Regions from separate parts of the Mus musculus genome. Here regions 1, 2, 4, 5 and 6 are each linked to region 3. The links are chromatin contacts, called in public HiCAR-type, HiChIP or PLAC-seq and promoter capture Hi-C maps. All regions are on one chromosome and are shown on one strand. The core of a region is the stretch at or near the end of the contact, and the rest is flanking DNA. Distances in the headings are between cores, read along the strand shown.

The links. Promoter capture Hi-C pulls out the DNA fragments that hold promoters and counts their contacts. HiCAR-type assays count read pairs that join an accessible place to other places. HiChIP or PLAC-seq counts read pairs in DNA pulled down with a chosen protein or histone mark.
Region 1: an H3K4me3 HiChIP or PLAC-seq map of forebrain shows a contact between it and region 3, with 6 times the contacts expected there. The contact joins the enhancer-like site here to the promoter of Ibtk in region 3. A contact is called at or near these places in 3 of 39 promoter capture datasets (the 3T3-L1 cell line, hippocampal neurons and liver) and 7 of 115 datasets of contacts at active chromatin or transcription factors (astrocytes, embryonic stem cells, epiblast stem cells and 2 more).
Region 2: a contact with region 3 is called in a promoter capture Hi-C map of pre-B cells, with 12 times the contacts expected there. The contact joins the promoter of Bckdhb here to the promoter of Ibtk in region 3. A contact is called at or near these places in 6 of 39 promoter capture datasets (the 3T3-L1 cell line, cranial neural crest, embryonic stem cells and 3 more), 1 of 484 Hi-C or Micro-C datasets (CD4 T cells), 7 of 115 datasets of contacts at active chromatin or transcription factors (astrocytes, extraembryonic endoderm stem cells, large pre-B cells and 3 more) and 3 of 9 other capture datasets (adipose tissue, liver and macrophages).
Region 4: a contact with region 3 is called in an H3K27ac HiChIP or PLAC-seq map of acute myeloid leukemia, with 7 times the contacts expected there. The contact joins the enhancer-like site here to the promoter of Ibtk in region 3. A contact is called at or near these places in 3 of 39 promoter capture datasets (the 3T3-L1 cell line, hippocampal neurons and liver) and 3 of 115 datasets of contacts at active chromatin or transcription factors (acute myeloid leukemia, cardiomyocytes and embryonic forebrain).
Region 5: a HiCAR-type map of astrocytes shows a contact between it and region 3, with 3 times the contacts expected there. The contact joins the promoter of Snap91 here to the promoter of Ibtk in region 3. A contact is called at or near these places in 2 of 39 promoter capture datasets (cranial neural crest and hippocampal neurons), 1 of 484 Hi-C or Micro-C datasets (embryonic stem cells) and 1 of 115 datasets of contacts at active chromatin or transcription factors (astrocytes).
Region 6: a contact with region 3 is called in a HiCAR-type map of astrocytes, with 6 times the contacts expected there. The contact joins the promoter of Elovl4 here to the promoter of Ibtk in region 3. A contact is called at or near these places in 4 of 39 promoter capture datasets (cranial neural crest, hippocampal neurons, pre-B cells and 1 more), 6 of 115 datasets of contacts at active chromatin or transcription factors (astrocytes, cardiomyocytes, extraembryonic endoderm stem cells and 3 more) and 1 of 9 other capture datasets (liver).

Annotation. Positions count from the first base shown.
Region 1 is chr9:86,807,942-86,811,742 of GRCm38.p6, forward strand. Snap91 (synaptosomal-associated protein 91) reads right to left here. Exons shown (of 30, transcript NM_013669.2): 12 at 1,580-1,607. Among named protein-coding and RNA genes, the nearest start is that of Prss35, 66 kb to the left of the region's middle. Within about 2 kb of position 2,495, at least 2 of the 459 cell types and tissues checked have an H3K27ac peak or open chromatin away from gene starts, as enhancers often do. A contact at or near this core is called in forebrain, where this site is marked.
Region 2 is chr9:83,923,757-83,927,097 of GRCm38.p6, forward strand. Bckdhb (branched chain ketoacid dehydrogenase E1, beta polypeptide) reads left to right here and starts at 1,381. Exons shown (of 11, transcript NM_001305935.1): 1 at 1,381-1,603. The coding sequence starts at 1,414. Gm36278 (a long non-coding RNA gene) reads right to left here and starts at 1,249. Exons shown (of 4, transcript XR_379675.2): 1 at 1,074-1,249.
Region 3 is chr9:85,747,275-85,751,081 of GRCm38.p6, forward strand. It overlaps Ibtk (inhibitor of Bruton agammaglobulinemia tyrosine kinase), which reads right to left and starts at 2,060. Exons shown (of 29, transcript NM_001081282.2): 1 at 1,857-2,060.
Region 4 is chr9:84,059,281-84,062,719 of GRCm38.p6, forward strand. All of the region lies in intron 8 of Bckdhb (branched chain ketoacid dehydrogenase E1, beta polypeptide), which reads left to right. Among named protein-coding and RNA genes, the nearest start is that of Gm46124, 36 kb to the left of the region's middle. Within about 2 kb of position 1,766, at least 1 of the 459 cell types and tissues checked has an H3K27ac peak or open chromatin away from gene starts, as enhancers often do. A contact at or near this core is called in acute myeloid leukemia, where this site is marked.
Region 5 is chr9:86,878,924-86,882,320 of GRCm38.p6, forward strand. Snap91 (synaptosomal-associated protein 91) reads right to left here and starts at 1,526. Exons shown (of 30, transcript NM_013669.2): 1 at 1,338-1,526; 2 at 499-658. The coding sequence starts at 628.
Region 6 is chr9:83,804,670-83,807,985 of GRCm38.p6, forward strand. It overlaps Elovl4 (elongation of very long chain fatty acids (FEN1/Elo2, SUR4/Elo3, yeast)-like 4), which reads right to left and starts at 1,636. Exons shown (of 6, transcript NM_148941.2): 1 at 1,270-1,636. The coding sequence starts at 1,369.

The DNA of each region.
Region 1 (3,801 bases), core at 1,245-3,744, 1.1 Mb after region 3:
ATGGGGAAATCACAAATGAACTCTCCCTCTGCGACACAAAGGTTAAGGCTTCCCAGGGGTGCACAACAGGAAATGGGGAAACACTAGCTATACAGCAAAGGACATAATTCCCTATGCGGACACCGACTGCTCTAAAAAAGAAAGAAAGAAAGACTTCAATCTTTAAGTAGGATTTATAAATAGACTTAGAAGTGTATTTACATAAATGAAGTAGCAGGGAGAATATAAGGACACCAAATATACTACCAATGTTAACTCAGACATGAAGGTGGACAAAGGCCTATAACAAATGCCTTGTACCAAGAACCTCTAATGTAACAGGAGACCTCCAAAAAAAACACAGCAGCAACAAATCGAGACTGTCCTAAAGGAAGCCCTGATTTGGCCACACTAAAGCGTCATGAGCTGGAAATTTTCACAGAGGCAACATGGATTTAATGGTTTGTCTTTGCATCAAAAAGCAAAAAGACTGCTTAAAATTTTGTTTTCAGGCCCTGTGAGAATTTAAACAGCCAGCCAGGTACAGGCAGAACACATGATATTTGGGGATCACTGGCACAGTCACAATGACATCCCTGAGAGTCTGTAATGGCATCAATTACGTAATGGGAATCTGTCAAAGAAGAGCACACCGATTACACCTCTGCCTACAAAACGCAACAATGGCAGATGTGAAGTGCAGGCCGTGAGAGAGAGCATACGGTCTCCTCAGGGAAAGCCCTGAGCCTGCCCTTTCACTGGCTCAGAGAGAGAGATGGCTGAAGCAAAGACTAAAAGTGCTTCAGCAGGCATGCTTGGGGCAAAGGCCCTTAATAACACCCCCCCACCCCGCCCCGTATCACTAAAATACACTGCACCCTGTGCTGACCTAGATCACGGATTCACAATATGTGAAAAGAGTTTTTAATTATCAAACATTATACAGCTATGTATGGTTTCAGTTGTTACATAAATACAAGAAAAATCTCACCTGTTTAAGACCTGGAGTTCTAAGAGAAAGCCAAATCACATATAAAAACAACTTAATCCTTTCTCAGAAATGTAAATCAACTGATCCATCTGCTTTACCCCTGGAGGCTGTGAGCCTCTCAGTGTGGGTGCTGGGAACTGAACCTGTGTCTTCTGCGAGAGCAATGATTGCTCTTAACCACTGAGCTATCTCTCCAGTCCTCAATCAGACATTTCACACTATAGTTATATCAGAACTGTTAGTCATATTGACAACCTGGAAGTCACTTAAATACCCACTGGGAGGAAAAATGAACAAACCGGCTTTTGGAGTGAAGACTCCAAAGACATTAAGACATTAAGTAAAATTAATAATGTATGAAAGGTCTGTATTTACTCAGACGAGGTATCCAATTTATAGATGGAGAAAGAAAGGGGGCTTCCAGGGGCTGAGGTCAGGAGGCCTGGGCAATAATGTTTCACAACCCTGGAAGATGAGGAAAGTCCTGGGAGTGTGTTGCGGTGTGACTGCTGTATGGCAGTACAAATGCACTCGGTGCTTTGAGCTTTACAGTAAACAATGCTACATGTACAAAAAGAAAACAGCAGAGAAACAAACCAACTTACTTACCTTACTTAGTGGAGAGGGAGCACCAGATCTAAAGGAAATACAGGAAAAGAAAATGTGAACATGCCCAACTTCACCCGCCTTTAGATTAGATGACCTTCATGGGGCTCTATGCAACAGAGGAGCTCAGAACGCTTGGCTTTTGCTCCATGATGTCCTTTCCCCAACTTCCCCACTGACTTCAAATCTCTTAGCAGACATTCTTAAATTCAAAATTATCTTCTCTTGAGTCATTATTATCGCTTATGTCCACCAAAAAAAAAAACACACAGTTCAAAGTTCAACTTCTAAAACTCACCCAAGGTTTATGAAAAGGCACCCTACATAAACCAATACCTGTTTATCTCATTTCAAAAGTTTGGAAGCTCAGAAACAGAATTGTGTATTGCAGTTCACTCAATTTTGACTGGCATGCATAAAAGAAGGAACCCTAGAGAAAAATGGCCAGGATCCCTTGAGCTGTGTGAGTGAACCGGACCTAACACAAGCAACCAAACTCCTGCTGGTGTGTTATTTTCAGGCCTGCAATGGAAATGCTCTAGAGAAAACTGTTCCCATGCAGTTGTCATAAGCAGTGGGAGTTCAGAGTAAGGCAAAGTGGGTGCTTCGTTCTGATTAGGGAACTAAACAGTCTTTACAGATAGCATGATTCTAGCACAGGCCGCAGATAGCCACAAAAACATCTGTCTGCATGGCTCACACTTTCCTAACCTGGGAGAGAATAAAATGAACAGTAAGACAAAATGAAGCAAACATACTCCAACGGTAGCCATAGTCAGGTCAGCTGTAAGGATGGCTGTCCCTGAGCTTGGAGCAAATACAAGGTTAGTAACTGGGATTTTTGTCCAGTACTATGCAAATTTCATCTATTCACAGATCCTGTATGCTAGCTTCTACTACTGGATGCATGCCCGTAACTTCCCATTTCAAAGGCTCTGCTAACATGAAGTGATTCTGTTTTTGCATCTACAGAAAGGGATTTAGGAACCAAATAATCTAGTGCACCACAAGGTTGAAATCTCATGCATTCTTGGATATTTTTGCCACTTACATAATTTCCTTCATACGAATGGAAAGGGAAGGAAATTAAATATATCATATGAAAAAAAACTAAATAAAAAGATGAAAAATTAAAATCTAAAAAAACAAAACAATATTTACTTGGCAAAAACAAAGAAACCACAAACACCCTTTGACATGATCACTTTCTAAGGACAAATTCCTTTTTCTCTCAGTCAAATTTCATAAGCCAAGTTTTTCAAGTACTGAAAAAAAAAAAAAAGGCAATGAAATATTTACCAGCTAATACATTGAAACTGGTAACAGCTTCCTACCTCACAGCAAGTACAACATAAATTGACAGAATACTGCCCTCTGCTGCTAAATAACTCAATTTCAAGCTGTGTGAAAGAAAATTGTAATTGGTACCATCATCCTTCGCATTTAAATCCCACAAGTCACTCTTACTAGCGATGCCTGGGGCGACCCCATGGATTAAACAGTCTCTCCTGAGCCACAGGACACCTGCTGTTTACACTCCAACTGTCTCTGGTTACCTATCTTCATCACTCGGTGCTAAGTTCTCTGAGGTGAAAGAACACATCCTGCTGTTTTATTACCTGAACATGTTATACAGCATCTGGCATTTTGGGAGTTATTATCTAAAAGCTTACGAATGTATTTATGTGCTTATTCTATAGTCATCAATGAGCCAAAAGCCTTAAGAAATTGTCCTTGGCCCAATGAGATAGCTCAGTGGATTAGTGGAACTAAGCTGGCAACATGAGTGACCTCTGTCCCCATTGACTCTATCTGGCCTTTACCTGACATATACTCACAGATATTTCTATGGGGCTATTAATCACTGATCAAAATCTGCTCCAAAACTGTCTGATACTCAGAGCTGGTCTCTGGTCCACAGTCAACCCTGCCCTGGAAGGGCACACGAGGGACAGCACATTAGTTCTTTCTCACAGGTCATAAATTAATGTTTCTTGCATATTTCGTGCTTGATATTCCATCCTACATATTTGCCACTGACAGTTTATGAGAAAATGCTACTACATTTTGCGCATAGACAAGGGAATTTATTGCAGACCAATATTCATTTACAATTTCATGTACAGTGTCCTGGTTGGACTTGTGTCAACTTGACACAAGGTGGAATTATCTTAGAAGAGGTAGCTCAATTGTGAAAATGCCTCCATCAGAGTCTCTAGGGCACT
Region 2 (3,341 bases), core at 131-2,630, 1.8 Mb before region 3:
CAGGCAGAGGCTCTCAGCATAGGAACAAGACATTTCTTTCCTTGCCCTGGAAGACACTTCATTCTTTCACGACAATGAGCCTTTGCACCCACCTCACCTGTTGTGGAAGACTATGGTTCTCTGTGCTCTGCTTTGGCAACCTCTAATCCTCTGGGTGCAGGTCAGCCTTACCTCTGGAAGCATTTTGACCTTCAAGAGCTTGTTTCTCTTCATGCTGTTCTAAGTCTCTTACCACATTTGAATGCCACTGTCTAAGCTGTCTCCTTTGTGTGCATTTCTGAATACGTAGAATTCCATTTCTACTCTTACCCCGTGCTTCTTAGCTAAACCTAACATCTGTTAAGAGGTCACAAATACTACAGGAGGAATGTTTCTTCCTGGCTCCTTCCTCTCTGTTCTCTCAGTCTGTCATAATACTTTCTCCATTCTGGAATCCTTCCTCGAGATCTAGACATACTTTCTTGCCTCTGTTGTATTCTATTTTGATGGCTATCTTCCAACTCATGGCTAAGGAAGATAAATAAATACACACACACATATCATATATATGATATATATGCGATATCATATTTGATATGTATGTGATATATATGATATATATAAAACACTTAAATATTTTAAGATAAAATTTATAAAGTTGATTATTTTGACTTTAAATCAGTCATTCAACTTGCTTTTTTTTTTTTTTTTGGTTTTTTGAGACAGGGTTTCTCTGTGTAGCCCTGGCTGTCCTGGAACTCACTCTGTAGACCAGCCTGCCTCTGCCTCCCAAGTGCTGGGATTAAAGGCGTGCACCACCACCGCCCGGCAACTTGCATATTTCTAAGTTACACAGAGTAAGACCATTAGGTGATTTTTGCTGCACCTCGACTTTAAATTCCTAGTGGATTTGAAGGCCGAAATCTCTACTTACTATTTTTTGATATGATCTAAATCAGGATAAGCAAAATCAATTTTAAAGATTTAAATATATTTACTATTTCAAAATAAGAGTGAAGGCCTTTCCCGAATTCTAGATTTTTTCGGAAACTCGAAACCAACGCCTGTCTTTGCAATGACCATATTGCACTTACAGACTATGAGAAACACAGCCTAAAACGAAAACGCTACTGAAAAATGCACCGCAAAAATGACACTGCGAAAGAACACAGGCAGTCGCGTTGTGACACCCCAAGTCCTGCAGCTGATTTTGGGGTGGGACCCAGGGACCACATCTCAGGCTGCAGGGGCCTTGGTATGGCTTCCGTCTGGGCGGGCCGCCAGGTCATAGCGTCTCCATCCCCGCCCCCGAACTTCCGTCTCCGATTGGTCTCTTTCACGGACCCGCCCCTCGAGGCTGCCCAATGAGGAAGCCTGCGTCTTAGCTCCTCCCTCCCTGCCGGCAGCGTGGGCTGCGGTGCCTGAGAACTGGGGATGGCGGCGGTGGCTGCGCGCGCGGGTGGGCTGCTGTGGCTCCGGGCTGCGGGAGCAGAGCGGCGGCGGTGCGGACTGCGCTGCGCTGCGCTGGTGCAAGGCTTCCTGCAACCCGGGGGCGAGGACACGGCCCAGAAGCGGCGGGTGGCCCACTTCACTTTCCATCCGGACCCAGAGTCCCTGCAGTATGGTGAGATTTGGGGATCTTGCTGCATCCCGGCTCTATCCTTGCCTTGCCCTAGACTCTAGACTCTACTCTAGAGCCTCCTTGGTTCGGGTCAGTTTGCGTTCCTGTTACTCGTCCTTGGTGATTCTTCCCTTCAGATGCAGCCCCTGGAACTTCAAGATAGGTGAGAGGGCACTCTGCCTTCTGCTAGGGCCTGAGGGTGTAGAGGAGTTGTCCAAAGAGCGCTCCCCCGCCCCCTTCCCCTGAGTTCTATCCATGCTTTCCCCATATCAGGTCTTAGGTGTTAGCTTGTCCTAGACTGAGTCACTAACTTGAGGCAACTGTCTGTAAAACACTTGCCTTTTAATTTTCATTTGAAAATGTAAACCTAGGGAGTAAATACTAGAATTTGATTTTCTCAAGGTCACGAGACAGGTTCTGCCTAAAGATGGGAAAGAATCCAGACTTCTATTTCAGCCTCATACAGAGCTCCTGCTGGGCCCCGCTGTCACCTGGCCAAGCAGTATTCCATAGAGATGGTGGAGAAGAGCGAACAGAAGGGAATGGGGCAGGCTCCTGTCCTGCCACCTTTGCCTCACTCTGACTGTTTCTCCTGTAAGTTTTATGCAGTCGCCCTCCATCCTAGGTCTAACTGCAGAGCACCAGGAGAAAGTAAGGAAAACCTACACTGTTTTTTTTTTTTTTTTTGTCTAATAACTTGGGGCTGGCAGTTTTTGGAAGCCCATCTTTACTTGTGAACAATAATGGAATATTTAACCGAAAGCTTGCTATTGGTGAAATTTACATTCCTCATCTCATTTAGTTCATAGGACAAGATTTAATTTCATGTGAGGTAGGTCATGTTTTCATGTTTGCTTTGCAGTTAGATAAACGGAAGCCTTGAAGCAGATTATTCAACAGTACACAGGACATAAGTTCATGAGACATAGCGCCAATGGTCAGAATCTAGTAAGCAGGATTCCAGACTTGCCACTCCACGGAAGGCAATAAAGAGGCCTTTAGAAATAATTTCAATGACGGGGTTTCCCAGTTTTGTGAAATAGTAGGACTAGAAAGATGAACAGCAGTTCGTTTTTCCCTCTCAGCCTTCAGTACTGTTTTCACAGCAAAGAAACTTTGGCCTGGTAATGGAGAAATAGAGCAGAGGTCTTCCGAATTCTCCTTTCCACAGTTGTGAAATTACTAAAATCCGAGTGATGTCATGGCTCTAGGTTGTTACTATAGAAACAGTACAAACATCTTACAGATAAAAGGCAGAGTTTAGAAAAAAGTGACAACATGATTGCACCTCTCATGGTGGATGCTGCTAAACCTTTTGAGGTTCATTCTTCCAGAGCTCTGTCTTTTCCACAGTTGTAGTTTTAATACAAGTCCAATTTGCATCAACTAGAAAAATAACTTCCTGTACTGCTGTAGAGTTTTGTTGATCTGTAGAGTTCAGTAGTGAGAGTCAGGGTCTTGAGTTTGGTTTTGTCCCCATCCCCTGAGACTTTTTTTTTTTTTTTTTTTTTTTTTTTAGAGACAGGGTTTCTCTGTGTAATCCTGGCTGTCCTGGAACTCACCAGGCTGGCCTCGAACTCAGAAATCCGCCTGCCTCTGCCTCCCGAGTGCTGGGATTAAAGGCGTGCGCCACCACGCCCGGTTCCCCTGAGACTTTGAAGTCCTCACTTCTGCAAGCCTCACATCTCTGTAATTAAGGGATTAATGATAATAGCGATTTCAAAAGGAGAGGAGAGCTGAG
Region 3 (3,807 bases), core at 810-3,309:
CCCTCTTCTTGTGTCTGAAGACAGATAGTGTACTCACATACATTAAATAAATAAATCTTTTTTAAAATCACATTATTTTTTAAAAAAAGTTCCAGATGGGCATGCGTGTTTACAGTGGTATGAATGACAATGGACTCCAAAGGTTCCTATGCTTGAATGCTTGGCCCCCAGTTAGTTCAACTGTTTGGGAAAGACTGGGAGGTATGGCTGTGTGTTGCTGTGACCTTGATAGATGAGGTGTGTCACTGGAGGTGAGCTTTGAAGTTTCAAATGCTCAAACCAGGCCTGGTCAGTCTCAGTCTCTGTTTGTCTCTCTTTCGGATCAGGTGTGAGCTCTCAGCTACTGCTCAGTACCATGACCCAAGTACGTAGCTTCCCTAAGGACCCTGAGCAAACCTCTGAATTTTCTCAAAGCTTCAATATTTTCATTTGTAAAAAGTGAGATTAAGGGCTGGAGAGATGGCTCAGCTGGTAAGAGCACTGACTGCTCTTCTGAATTCAAATCCCAGCAACCACATGGTGGCTCACAACCACCCTTAATGAGATCTGACACCCTCTTCTCGTGCATCTGAAGTCAGGTGCAGTGTACTTATGTATAATAATAAATAAAATCTTTGGGCTGGAGCAGTCAGGGACTGAGTGAGCGAAGTTGAACAGAGCGAGCAGAGCCGACTAGAGCAAGCAGAGGTCCTAAAAATTCAATTCCCAACTGTACAGCTACAGTGTACTCATATGCGTAAAATAAATAAATAAATAAATAAATATTTTTTAAAAAAAAAGGAAGAAAGAAAGAAAGAAGTTTGGGCATACTCATTCAGTCTAGAATTTTATAATCCACAAGCATCTTGAACGTTTAAAATGTAATGAAATCATCACACAAAAATTGGCACACAGAAAAAAAAAATTGGCACACAGAAAGCCCTTCAAACAAGATTTACTAAAAAGAAAAAAAAAAACCGAAGATTAACATATCCAATTGAAAAACTGTAAAGCTGCGATGTGACTCAAGTTTTGCAAAAACTTTTTTAGAAAACACGTTTTAGAAAATAGTTCTGTCCTCAGGTACGGTGAAGCAGGTCTCCAAATCAATAAAAACAAATGAAAGTAACTCCACTGAGAAGTGAGGAACTGATGACGAAAAACACACACACACACACACACACACACACACACACACAAAACGTTTGGTAATTTGCATATGGAGGTAACCACACTAACTATGGGGGGGGGGGGGGAACTACTTCAAATGTTACCTACTTCGAGATAAAGGAAACAGGTGCTACTCAACTTCTCCTCCTTGAAAAATATCCCCTCTGACTAACACGACTCATGTTTTATGACTGTGTTAGATAACAGAGTTAAAGACGGCTTAAATCAGGGTTGGCCATTTCCCCTCGGATCCAAAATGCCTTTGCAACCTGATAGCTACGAACAAAAGGCCCCTCTATCCTGTCTCTGCAGAACAGACCCCAGTCCACTTCCACCCAGCAGCGAATGCTCAGAGCAAGACCTGCTTCTGCAAACTCAGCAAGGCCCGCGGGAACTCAAACTTTGTAAACTCCACCAAGGGTTTAGGGGACATGGGAGCCTCTAGGAAGGGATCCAAGGGAGGTGACACCAGTCAACCCTCGGAACCAGAAAAGCATCGTCGCTGGAGGGCGTGTCGGGCAGCTTGGCGACGTAGCACTTGGCGGGACAAGGCCATTCATTAGCTGGCAGGGGCGGCGGGGCTGCGCTGCCAGGCCACCCGCCCGTGCCACGCGGCGCGAAGCTCGGCAGCCGCCCCCTCCGCGAGTTCCCTCCCCGGGCCCCGCTCCCCTGCCGGGCTGGCAGGACGCCTTCGCCGTCGCCCTCACCAGTCGCTAGATGAAGGTGCGCCGGCGGTCTCCGCGGGGCAGGCGCGCGGCCGCGCAGGGACTCATCCTTAGTGAAAGCTACCGGGGACAACGAAGGGAGCCAGGAGCCGGGACGCCCGAGTCAGCTCCGGGGACGGCTGCACGGAAAGCGACAGCCGCGACTGTCGGCGCCGGGACCGGGTTCGGGGAAACCTGAGCTAGAGCGGGCGGGACTCGGGAATAAGACGGGCGCTGATTGGCCGGAGTTCGTGTATGCCCCACAGTGATTGGTCGGGGCCTGCCCACAAGGCCTAGCGTGGCAGTACCTCAGCTGTGGCCTTTCCCTAGTATCCCAAAGGAGCATGACCCCTGCCGGCCTTGGTGCGGTCGACACTGGCTGCCGCCCTACACTCAGAACCAGTACTGCCCCTCTTGGTGCCAGATGTCACCCTAGGAGATCTGTCTCCCCGCAGGTCGACACTCGGAAAGGAGGTTAAGGCTGGGATGGAGGAAACAAGGAACTGGCTGGATGCCCAAGCACCACTCCGTAGAAACGTGGGCATCTTAGAAAAGTTGCTTCCCGGATCACTCGTAGTGGGATAACTGGAAAACCAGAGGTGTCCTCTCCCCAAGACTGGGCCCTGCTGCTCTGTGCCCCGCCTGTTGTGCCCGGATTGTCTGAGTGTCACTCTCTTTTTGTCAGAAGGCGCCATAGATTTTTCAGATCGCCACTGTGCGACCAGCTGCTGACTTGGGTCACATCTGTCTGCCTGACGCCAGGCTTACAATAGGTTTTCCTCCCTGAACTCTTAAATCTACAAGCCATTTTAAAGGTTGCAAATTGTGTGCCAATAATCAGTCCAGAACGGAAAACATACTCCTGCTGAAGTCTGATACAGAGGCGCCTTAGTAAACATGTGTTCAGGGAGGAGTAGCATGACTCAGAGAAAAACAGCACTTGGAGCCCAGAGTTGTTTGAACCTCGGCCCTGTTTGTGTTGCTGTATGAGCCACTGACACCATCATCTATTAAACGGAGTTAAACTCAATACCCTCTTAGACTGCTTCAGCCCAATTGCCTGTTTTGTAGACTTTGTAGGAAAGTAAGTTGCTAGATCAAACTGAAGGAGAGATGGAAACAGACCTAGCTCCCCAGCTCTCCTCCCAGTGCAAGGACTTAATTTGCTTTCTTACTTCCTACTCTGACCCATTCTGTAATGTATAAACAGTGACTTGGAAGGAAGCTGTGTACACACTCATGAACAAAGACGCTCAGTGATCTGGAAGCTAGTGATGTAAATAAATGTGTTGCCCTGAGTTCACATCTTTTATCTGTCTCTTCTTTGTATTGGGTAAGTCATTTAGGTTTTCTGAAGCCTTAATTTCCTCATCTGCAAAGTGGGAATGGAATACATGTTGCTGTAGTGAAAATGTGTTGATAGACGCCCGCAGCACTTAGCAGAGTGCCAAGCACACAGTAACACCACCTAGAAGTTGCCATGTCTCAAACGCTTGTAAGCATTGGGGGTACAAAATGTCCATACGGCCATAATCATATACACAAAAATTAATTGCAACTTTAACGAATCTGTGAAAGAAAATAAGAGGTTTCATCTGACCCCCCCCCCCAAAAAAAATGACAAACTAGGGAAGAAGTAGAAAATAACTAGGTGAAGCAGAAAAAGAAAGACCAGCATCATGCCAAGGAATGAATGTCTTTGCCGTTGGAGATGGGGGACGAAACTGGTCCTGCTTCAACAAGGATCAGAAAGAGAATATTAGAAAGCTGCTTACAAAGTAAAACTTATCAGCCACAGTTGCCGCGGTGCTGACCAAACTGAGACTCTGACATAACGTTATTTATTATCTATGACACGAACAGCCTGAGTTTTATATTTTTATACACTGTTGGGCTTAAAAGGAATCTAGTTGGTGGCACCAACTGATATCATAAATGCAGTAGTGTTAGGTGG
Region 4 (3,439 bases), core at 516-3,015, 1.7 Mb before region 3:
AGACGGTGGAAACAGTCCACTTCTTCAAAATCTAAAACTAAGGGAGAGGCATGAATAGAAGTTTTGTTTTCTTCTTTATAGATATCTTGGTCTTTCCTTGGCTTATGGTTGTACCTGAATATATCCTAACTTCATTTCTGCTGTTGGTATAAAATACCTTGAGGAGAATAACTTAGGGAGAAAAAATATCTTCTAGTTCCTAATTCTAGGTTACAGATCATCCTCGTGGCAAGTTATATCAGCATGAACTTGAAGCAGCAAGTTACATCCATAGCCAAGATGATACTTGTGTTCAACTTATTTTCTCTTTTTTATATAGTCAAGGACCCAAACCCAGGGAATAACGATACCTACCTTTTAGTCTGAATCATTTTACATCAGCTAATGTAAGCAAGGCAATCGTTAACAGACATCCATCCACTGGACAACACTTGCCTAATCTAGACTTCATTAAGACTCTCTTGTCAGGAGTCAAGATGGTATCAAGTTGACATTTAAAGGGAACCATCTTACTGAGGAAATGGCGTTTCTACATTTATCTTACACTTTAGTGTTATAAATGTAACTTAAGTTTATAAAGTAGTTTTGAGAATTTTGTCTCTAAAAGGAATTTAGGCTTTCTTAAGGTGTGTGACAGAATTTTTCCTGGGAAGACACAACACACATGTGTACTCACTTTAGATAGGGAACCCACGGCAGACCTAAGTACGGATACCACCAAAGTACAGCTTGGTGACCCATACGTTTTATTAGGATCACTTACTGGAATATAGGTGAAAAATTACTCACAGAAACAGTAATGACTTAAAGTCAGCTGCATCACAAATTCCACTTCAGCATGGGTGACAGTTCCCAAAAGCTGAGAACCTGGAGCATGCTGCCCCACCTGCAGGCAGCTCAGCAGGCTGAGGAGTGTCCGTTCTGGGTGCTTCATTTCATCTAAACCTCTTCCAGGCAGTTTGACTGTTTTCTGTTTCTTGGAGGCAGCTGGGCTGATCTCAAGAGTCTTTGCAGCTCAGCATATTCTTCTGAGAGGGTCTTTCAGCTTTTATTTCTTACTCTGGCAGGGATGGTCCCGAGAATCTTTCAATTTCAGGGACTTCCTGAAGCTTATTTTGAGTTGTTTACCTTTTTTTCCTTTCCTTTCCTTTCCTTTCCTTTCCTTTCCTTTCCTTTCCTTTCCTTTCCTTTCCTTTCCTTTCCTTTCCTTTCCTTTCCTTTCCTTTCCTTTCCTTCCTTCCTTCTTTCTTTTAGATATTTTCTTTATTTACATTTCAAATGTTATCCCCTTTCCTAGTTTCCCCTTCGAAAATCCCCTGTCCCCTTCCCCTTCCCCCTTCCCCCACTTCCCCTGCTCCCCAACCCACCCACTCCCATTCCTGGTCCTGGCATTCCCCTATACTGGGGCATCGAGCCTTCACAGGACGCAGGGCCTCTCCTCCCATTGATGACTGACTAGGCCATCATCTGCTGCATATGCACCTAGAGCCACAAGTTCCACCATGTGTTTTCTTTGATTGGTGGTATAGTTCCAAAGAGTTCTGGGGATACTGGTTAGTTCATATTGATGTTCCTTCTATGGGACTTCAGTCCCCTTCAGCTACCTGGGTATTTCTCTGGCTCCTTCATTGGGGACCTTGTGCTCTGTCCAACGGATGACTGTGAGCATTCACTTCTGTATTTGCCAGGCACTGGCAGAGGCTCGCAGGAGACAGCTATATCAGGCTCCTGTCAGCAGTTTAGCCTCTTTCTCAAGGTTGCCGAATACAATGATTCAGTTTCAGAGGAAACTGTTACACAACACTTGTGAAAATGTATCTCATCTTCTTACAATTGTATGACATCTGCTTATAATTGTATCACTTGCCCCTCGCTTCCCTCCAAACCTTCCTGTGTACATATGCCCTCTTGCTTGCTTTCAAATTTGTGGCTGTTTTTCTTTAATTGTTGTTCTGTATAGGTGTGGTGTGGTTGGCATGCGTGCATGGCGTGTGTTTGTGTGTATGTGTGCATGTGTGCGTGTTTGTATTTCTAAATATAGAAATACAACCTGTTCAGCTCATGTGTGCCTGTGTGTTTTCAGTGCTGACCATTTAATATTGGATAACAACCTGGCATTTTTCCCTGGGGAAGACTATTTCTCTACAGTATCCCCTAATTACCAACAGTTATTTTCCTAGGGTTACGGCCTCCTGAGCTTCCTCCTTTCCATGTTAGCTCATCTATGGTTGCATCCTGGTTCTAGTCACCTTTAGGCAGCTGTGTTAGCGAGACTTTAGGGTGTAGCTTCTGACATTCCCAGGAGACACAGTCTCACAGAAAGCTCCCTCTGGCTCTTAGAATCTTCCAGCCTATGCCCCTCTTCCCGAGTGTTCCCTGGGCCTTGGGTGCAGGAGTTTGGTTTGGATATATCAGTTGGGACTGGGATCCACATGTCAGCATTTTGATTGGTTGTGGGTTTTTGTAATGGTCTCCATCTGTTGCAAAGAGAAATTTTCTTGATGAGAGCTACAGTTATCTGTGGGTAGAAGGACAAATATTTAGAGTGTAGTTAGGGATTATATTGGTTAGTAAAGGGGCTGTTCTAGGTTCTTCTCCAAGAGCCACGGTTTCACTAGCCCTAGCTAGTTGGCTAGGTGTTCAGTAATAGGCATGGTTTCCCTCTTTCTTCTAACTTCTTTTGGAGTGTGAGGAAGAAGGACGGTCATTTTTCTTCAAACATTTCTCCTAGTTCATGCCCATAAAAACATTATGATTAAAGAATTCAAAATCAATCAGGAAAGTATTAGCACTGCAGGAAGTAAAATTTCTTGAAAAAAATTAAACTTATAATTTGATTAAAAATATGAATCATCTTTATAACTATCATCACCTCTTGCTAATACACTCAATCATCTTGATAACTATTATAATGTGGAACTAATAGTCCCGTAACATTGAGTTTTGGGGTTATAATTCTTGGCCTTGAAATGTTCACACCTCTGTGTTTTTAACTTTCTTTACCAAGTAGTCGACATGAGTTCTGTGGGTACTTCTTACTCTCTCTGAGAAAGGGATTTTTTTTCCTGAGTCCACTTGCCATTTTACTCTTATGATTTTGGCTTTAATAAAACTATGAATGTTTGTATTTTTACTTCTATACCAGCTTTCTTATATATTGCTTAGATTGTAATTTTTTCTGAAACATTGAAGTTTTCCTAGAACACTGTTTGCATCCAAGCAAGACCCAAAAGATTTTTATCCTTGACCATGGATTATGAACTACACAAGATTTCGTTTTATAATGTACTAAAAATCCGTTTATTCTAACAGAGTTGGACCAAGTTTTAGGAAATGAAACCAATTTATCCATGGTGATGCAGAAGTGTAGCTCTGTTTATACTTTTGATCACTCTGAGGAGAAGTATTGCCTTGGTAGGCAACCAGCTGGCGTCAGGGC
Region 5 (3,397 bases), core at 276-2,775, 1.1 Mb after region 3:
CCCCACACTCACACACAAATTCTGAGTAGCAGCAGAGGAAAAAGCAGGATTTTACGATTATCCAAAATGCTCTTAAGAAATTAGTGTCAAGAGTGGCCATCCACCCACCCATCAATCTCTCTGTCTCCCCATTGTGACCCTACCACCCCTCATTTCCTTTAACCTAACAGAGAGTGGAGAAAAAAAATGATTAAAAGGATGTAGCCCAAATGTACACTTTTATGCAACCGTGTGTGTGTGTGTGTGTGTGTGTGTGTTCCCTCCTCTAGGCTCTTGGAGGTCATCAGAAGAAAAAAACGGCTCGATAGACAAGGTTTCAGGGCCTATTCAAGGGGACACCTCCAAGGCCAGAGGCAGGAGCTCAGGATCTCAGGATCGACTCGATGGTGAGCCAGTTCCCAAGGCTTCTGGCAGTATTACAGACTGCCAAGGCCATGCCGCCGGCCTTTGAGCCCCTATGGTCACGCGCATGTCCCGCTTATATAAAAGGATGCTTACAGTCCAGGTGCTTCTTCTTGGGGCCCATCACCTCATGAGTGGTGGCTTTGCAGACTGCTCTTGCTACAGCAGAGCCAGTCACGCTGTACTGAGCGGCGGCGATCCGATCCGTGAGCGTTTGGCCCGACATCTTCACCGGCCGCGTCTACCGCCTCCTCTTCTGCAGGAAATAAGAGGAGATGGTCCGGCTTTCACCCGCACCGCCTTAGCTGGAGCGCCCGGCCTTGCCTGCTCCCTCCGCTCGGCGGTTCTCTCCTCCGCCGACCCCGCCCTGGCACCGCCTCTTGGGACCAGCGGCGCGCCAAGCCCAGTTGGTCCATCGAGGTCCAGGGCTGTCAGCCACCCGCAGGGTAGTCCTTGCATCGTGCCACGGTCCCGCTTTCCCACACCCTGAAGCGGTCACCACATCCCGGCTTCGCCCCCTGTCAAGCAGCACTGTCCGCGCAACCCTTTTCGGTGGTGCGAGACCCGGTGCGCGTCGGGGTTACCCCGGACGCCGCGCCCAGAAGCGCGCACCTTTCGCTGCCCCGAGCCGCAACGTGTCTCCCACAGCACCGCAGGGCCGCGGCCACCTCCTTTCTGTCCTGGGGCTGCGGCGGCAGCAACGACTCCTCTTCCCTCGCCCTCCATCCCTATAGTCGGGCCGCCCTGAGCCGCGATGCGCCTCACCCTTCTCCAGTCGGATCTCAGAGGGCGGACAGCCCAGGCCCCGCCCGGCCGCTAAAGCGCCACCGAGCTGTCACCCGGCCGCCTCTGCCCTTCTCCGCGCCCTAGGATTATCCCTCGAATCCCCGGGTCCTGGAGCAGGGGAGGGGACCCGTGCGGCCCAGCGTACTCACCCCGCCCCAGGAGCACCGCAGCCCGGACGCCGCGCGAGGTAGCTGAGTGCAGACACGCACCGCCCTGGTGTCCCCGGGCCGCGATGCCTGTAGCCCCGGCCCGGCCCCTGTCTCAGCTCCGCGGTCCCCGCGGTCCCCACCCGCCGCCGCCTCCGCCAGCGCCGCCGCGTCTCTCTAGCGCTCGGCGCAGCGTCCCCATCCCCGCCCCCACCTCAGCTGGAGCGCCTGCGACGAGTCAGGTGACGGCAGCCGACGAACCCGGGCCAGTCCTCTGCAGAACGCCAGCGGCCCCCTCCCTGTCGCTCCTGCTCGCCGCCCCCCTCGGAGCCGCGGCTTTAAACGGGAGGAGGGCCGCACGCGAGCATCCCTGGCGGGCGACGGCGGAGGAGGGGGTGGGACCGGAGGGGCGCCGCGGCTCTATGGCTTGCGTTCTTGCGCGCGCCCTGCGTCCCCGCGCGCACCCGCTGCGTCCCCGGGCGGACCTGGTGCGCGCGCGCCGCGCATACCTGCCGGGCAACTGCAGGATGCTCGGGGATCGCCGCGGGCGTGGGCCTGGGGAGAGGGAGGGCTGTGAAGGCCGAGGCAAGGGCGGCAGCGTGCGCTGCCAACAGAGCCCAGCCCCTTCTCCTAAGAAGCGTGCCTGTGACTAGCTGGCCTGTCCTCGGCAGTAGAGGCCCAGATGGGCAGGGCGATTTGAAATGTCAGATTCTGTGGCCACGCGACCGTTACCTGTGCACCCTCAGCTCCTTGAGGCTGCTCCACTAGTCTCAGTTACAACGGGGAGCCGAGTGGGCAGGTAATTCGAGCCGCTTTAGCCTTAAAGCAATACTGAGGTATGCGGTATAGACAAGTAGCAAAGCAATTAGCTGAATGCCAGATTACACTCGTCTTGTAATCATTTGCACCCTTAAACTGTAATTTTTGCCATTTAAATATGTCGGAACGTCTTATATTATTTGAATGTCGAGTGTTATTTGCATGGGATTGGAGTCGGTTAATAATTTCATGAGTTGACATTTGTAAAGGTCATTGTCTTAACTATTCTTTTAAATTCCCACGGTTAAGATCAGAAGTTCCCTTAGGTACTTCCCTGACATATTTTCTGGCTTTACACAGGTGACCTCTGTTCAGTCCCCCAAGGTCATATACGCCTACTTACACACATCAAGGTTCTGCCTTGTAGTTTTTCTCTTGGTCCGGTGTTCAATACCCAATCATAACTTCCTAACAGCTGGGGCTGATCCCAGCAGCAGCAATTAGAAACCTTGTTGACTAAAGAAAGAAAGATCAAGACCACCACCAAAAAGTTATGTACGTATTACTATATGACCCCCGCAGTCCTGCACAGTATTTACCCAATTGGGGGGGGGGGGAACCAGACACACACATTTTTCTCTTTAAACTTTCACTCAAAATTAGTAGCAGCTTATATAATGGCCCCACACTGGAGGAAAACCAGTCTATTGATAAATAGCTAAAGAAAACATGGCATATCCACACAACAGAATACTACTTAGCAATAACAAGACAGAAATGAACAACATGGATGAATTTGAGAACATACGATGCTTCATGAAAGAGGCCAAATCACCAGGACGTTATTTACTATTTTGATCCATTTATGTAACAGAGTAAGAAAGGTTTAAGTTCAAGACAGAAAATACACCAGATGCCAAGGTTCAGGACTGGGGACTGACTTCAAAAGAAAAACTATTTAAAATGATAGAAAAGGTTTATATCATGACTAAGGTGGTCGATAACAACAGTATGAATTTGGACACATAGAATTGGTGAATTTTATTGCAAGTAAACGAGAACTCAGCATATCTGATAAAGAGCTGGAGTAGCCGTATTGGTATTAGCTAAGGTAGACTTTATAGTAGGGATGTTAATGGGAAGAAAGAGGCACATTGCATAACAACAAAACTCATCAACAGCCAATTCCATATGTTTAGCCATCTAGGAACAGAACTTCAAACAGGATGGTGCAAAAGGAGCGATAGTAAATCCACAATTACAGCTGAGTTCTGCATCGTCTCATTTATAATTGATAGAGTAAG
Region 6 (3,316 bases), core at 386-2,885, 1.9 Mb before region 3:
AAACCACCGCCAGCTTCGCGGCTTGGGAACTACTGGCTCTCCTACGGTCAGATGTTTGATCTCCTGAGAAATATCGCGCGTTTTAAAACAAGTCATCGAAGCCTCCAGGTCGAAAAAGCGTTTGTCTCATACAGAAACAATTCCAGCAAGCATTTTGTTCACAGCACATACATCAAATGTCATTCTGTATCAAGCTATATATAACCCACTGTCTCGATTGCCCTAGCAACAGAACACAAAAAACTAAAGAAGAAACTTTTCACTTCTAAAGAAGACAGCCATCATAACCTATATTGCTAACATCCTCCGTTGCTAGAATACAGGGTCACACTGCAAACACACAACACAAATTTAAAGCCCCAAACTATTCCCTGGGATCCTTTAAACTTAACGTTTAAGGTCTCGGAAACTTTTTAAAGCAACAAAGCAAGTGAAGAAATGTTAAAACGTGAACATTTATGTTACAATTACTTCTGCTAGGAAAACTAAGTCACTCAATGACAGCCCTGCTCTGCAAACTCAACAGCTGAAGGGAAAGTTCGCTAATTTCAGTACACTGTACTTATGCTTATGCAGGCTTCTGAGCCATCCTCTAGGTGCTGCTGCGGAGACCCCCAGCCCAAAGCCTGCCTTCTTTCCCCTCCCCCTGACGGCACTGCACTGCGCAAAGCTCTCGCAGAGGGTAGCCTAACAGATTTGCTACTGGGAAACCACAAAAAAACTAACGTTCTTCAAGAAGCTAAATAATGTTATTTTACTTTTCAGTCGAAATTATACTACAAAGAGGTTAGCTAAATGGAAGAAGATAATGAGTGGTTTGTCAAAGTCTTCAAGGAAGCTGAAGTAGCGGAGAGACAGGTATAGTCGCAGCCCTCGTCCGCCTCCAGGCCTATCGCTCTATAAGGAGTACCAGTGCATAAGATAATAGGCGAGCTCGGGAAATGCGGGCGTCAGGGCAGGGTGGTTCCTTGGCTGCACTGGTAGCATCTGGTTAAGTCAGCTCCTGCATTCGCGGAGCTGAAGAGATGGGAGTGTTGAGGGGATGGGGGGTGGGGGGGAGTACGCCTTGAGAGTCTCATCTGATTAACCAGTGCACAACCGCGAGGTCCGCGGCGCCGCATCTGCGGGGACCCGAGCGCCCCCAACAGCCTCAAGGCGCTGGGTAGGGGGCGCAGGGCCTTGCCTAGCGCTGAAGCCGGGGACTGGCGTCTGAGCCGTGGGCAGCCCAAGGAACACCCAGAGGAGATGGGTGAGGCCCCTCGCCTGTACCTGCAATGGTCCAGGTCCAGCGATAGAACTCCACGGTGTCGTTGAATGCCGTGGACATCGCGTTCAGGACGCTGCCGGGCTCTGAGTCCAGCAGCCCCATCTTGGCGAGGAGAGGTACGAGCAGCGGCGAGAAGAGAGGCTCCGATGGACCGTGGGCGACTGCGGCGGGAACCCTGCTGGCAGCGGCGTCTCCTCCTCCTCCAGGCGCCGCGACTGGGGATGCAGGCGGAGAGCAGCGGCGAACAGCAGAGACAAGAAGCCGGAGGGCGGAGGAGGAGGAGGACCAGCCACGAGCGCCCAGCGCTGCTCCTCTCTGTCGCCGCGCGCTGCCGCAGCTCCAATCCCCTCGCCCGCATCACGTGGCCGCGCGGGGCGGGGCGGCGCCTCCTCTCGCCCCGGGCGCGGGGATGCTGCGGTCGCGAGTGGTGGCCGGCTTGCGCAGGCGCGCTAAGGCCAGCCCCGGGCCACCACCTGGGCCACAGGAACGCCGCAGGGGGACACCTCGTACCCAGTCCTCCTCCCCTGCCTTCCTGCCCACGGTTACCTCTGTTCTGCCGGATGCAACGTGGGAAACCGGACGGGAAAAAGTGGGAGTTTGTGGGCAAAGATGAAGTACGCGATGCATTTCTGGTTCTTGCCTATCATTCACCTCCATCACATGTGCTTTTGCTGTCTTCGCCTGTGGCACGTGCTTGTCACCCAGACAAGGAAATGCGGGTGGTTTCACTGTAAAGGAATGCCATTTGTCTTAAGCAGCGGCAAAGGAGAGTAGTCTGTGGTCACCCCGTAAATATTATTAGCATGTAGTTAAATCCTTGTGAGTATTGAAAACAGCGACACTGGCCGATCAAAGCAATATAATTGTACCAAATTAGGCTATTGGTAGTTCAGAGAGGATGGAGCCATAAGAATAGGCTAAAAGAGTCCACTTGCACCACATGAGATTCAGGTCAATCTGAAAGGGTGATGCTGAGGAGAAAAAGAGCAGTTGACTTGTGAGAAGAAAGCAGTCTCTATGAATAAATAGCAACAACAATAACTGCAGCAACAAAATCACACTATGCCATTTTTATAGTTTCTGACATAAAGCAAGATTTCAGTGAATGGTCCAATAACAAGTTCATATGCGTTTTATTCAGATGTGCCATCCACTTTTGTTTCGGCTTTTTTTCTCCACTTGACTGATTTAGAATGCTTATTTTAGAGGTCACTGAGTCAAATGCTCAACGTTGTTAACATGAGTACTACCTGAGCCCTAACTCTGTGCTATAAATAGCAAGTCATAAATATTTATGGTGACAAAATTATAACGCACATCACTTCAGAGCATAGTGGGAGTTGTTTAAGTAGAGAGAGCTTCGGCGAGGAAGGCTAATTAAAGGTAACTGATTTGCTATATAACTCAGACCCCCACAGCCTTCTTTACATGCTTTATTCTGAAATCAACCAAATGATATGATTTATTAATTTGTCAAATCTGCTTGCCAGAATGAAGTTTCTCAAATTAAAGAATTTCTTACACCTCAATTCCTAGTTACGAATCTAGTAACTACAAAGAATTCTAGTCAAATTTCATTTCCTTTGTTAATGTGAGTATGAGTTAGGTTTCCCTTTGCTTATGGTATTGGTTGCTACCTCTGTATTGTCTTGGAGTCTTGGATGTTTTTATGATGGAGAACAGATTCCTACCCTCACCTCACAAAATGTCACCGTCTTTGCTTATTTAATATAATGTGGAATCATTAAGGCAGCTTTATTCAAGAATTTTCTTGGAGCCTCTCTTCTACAGTGGAGGTCAGTTTGAGTTCCTTGTTCACTAGGGGGCGCCTGTCACATAAGGAAATCATAGACAAGCCCCATCAATGTTAAGTTAGAAATGGCAACTATATTGTTAACATTTTCTCTGCCTTACTTGGGGGCATAGTCATTTTTATTTATACTTAGGAGCTGTTCAAGCACATAAGAAGAAACAGTCTTAGGATGTATCCACCCTTGAGCTCTATTACTTGGTGTGAAGATTACAGTCCATTACTTAATATTGCTTAAT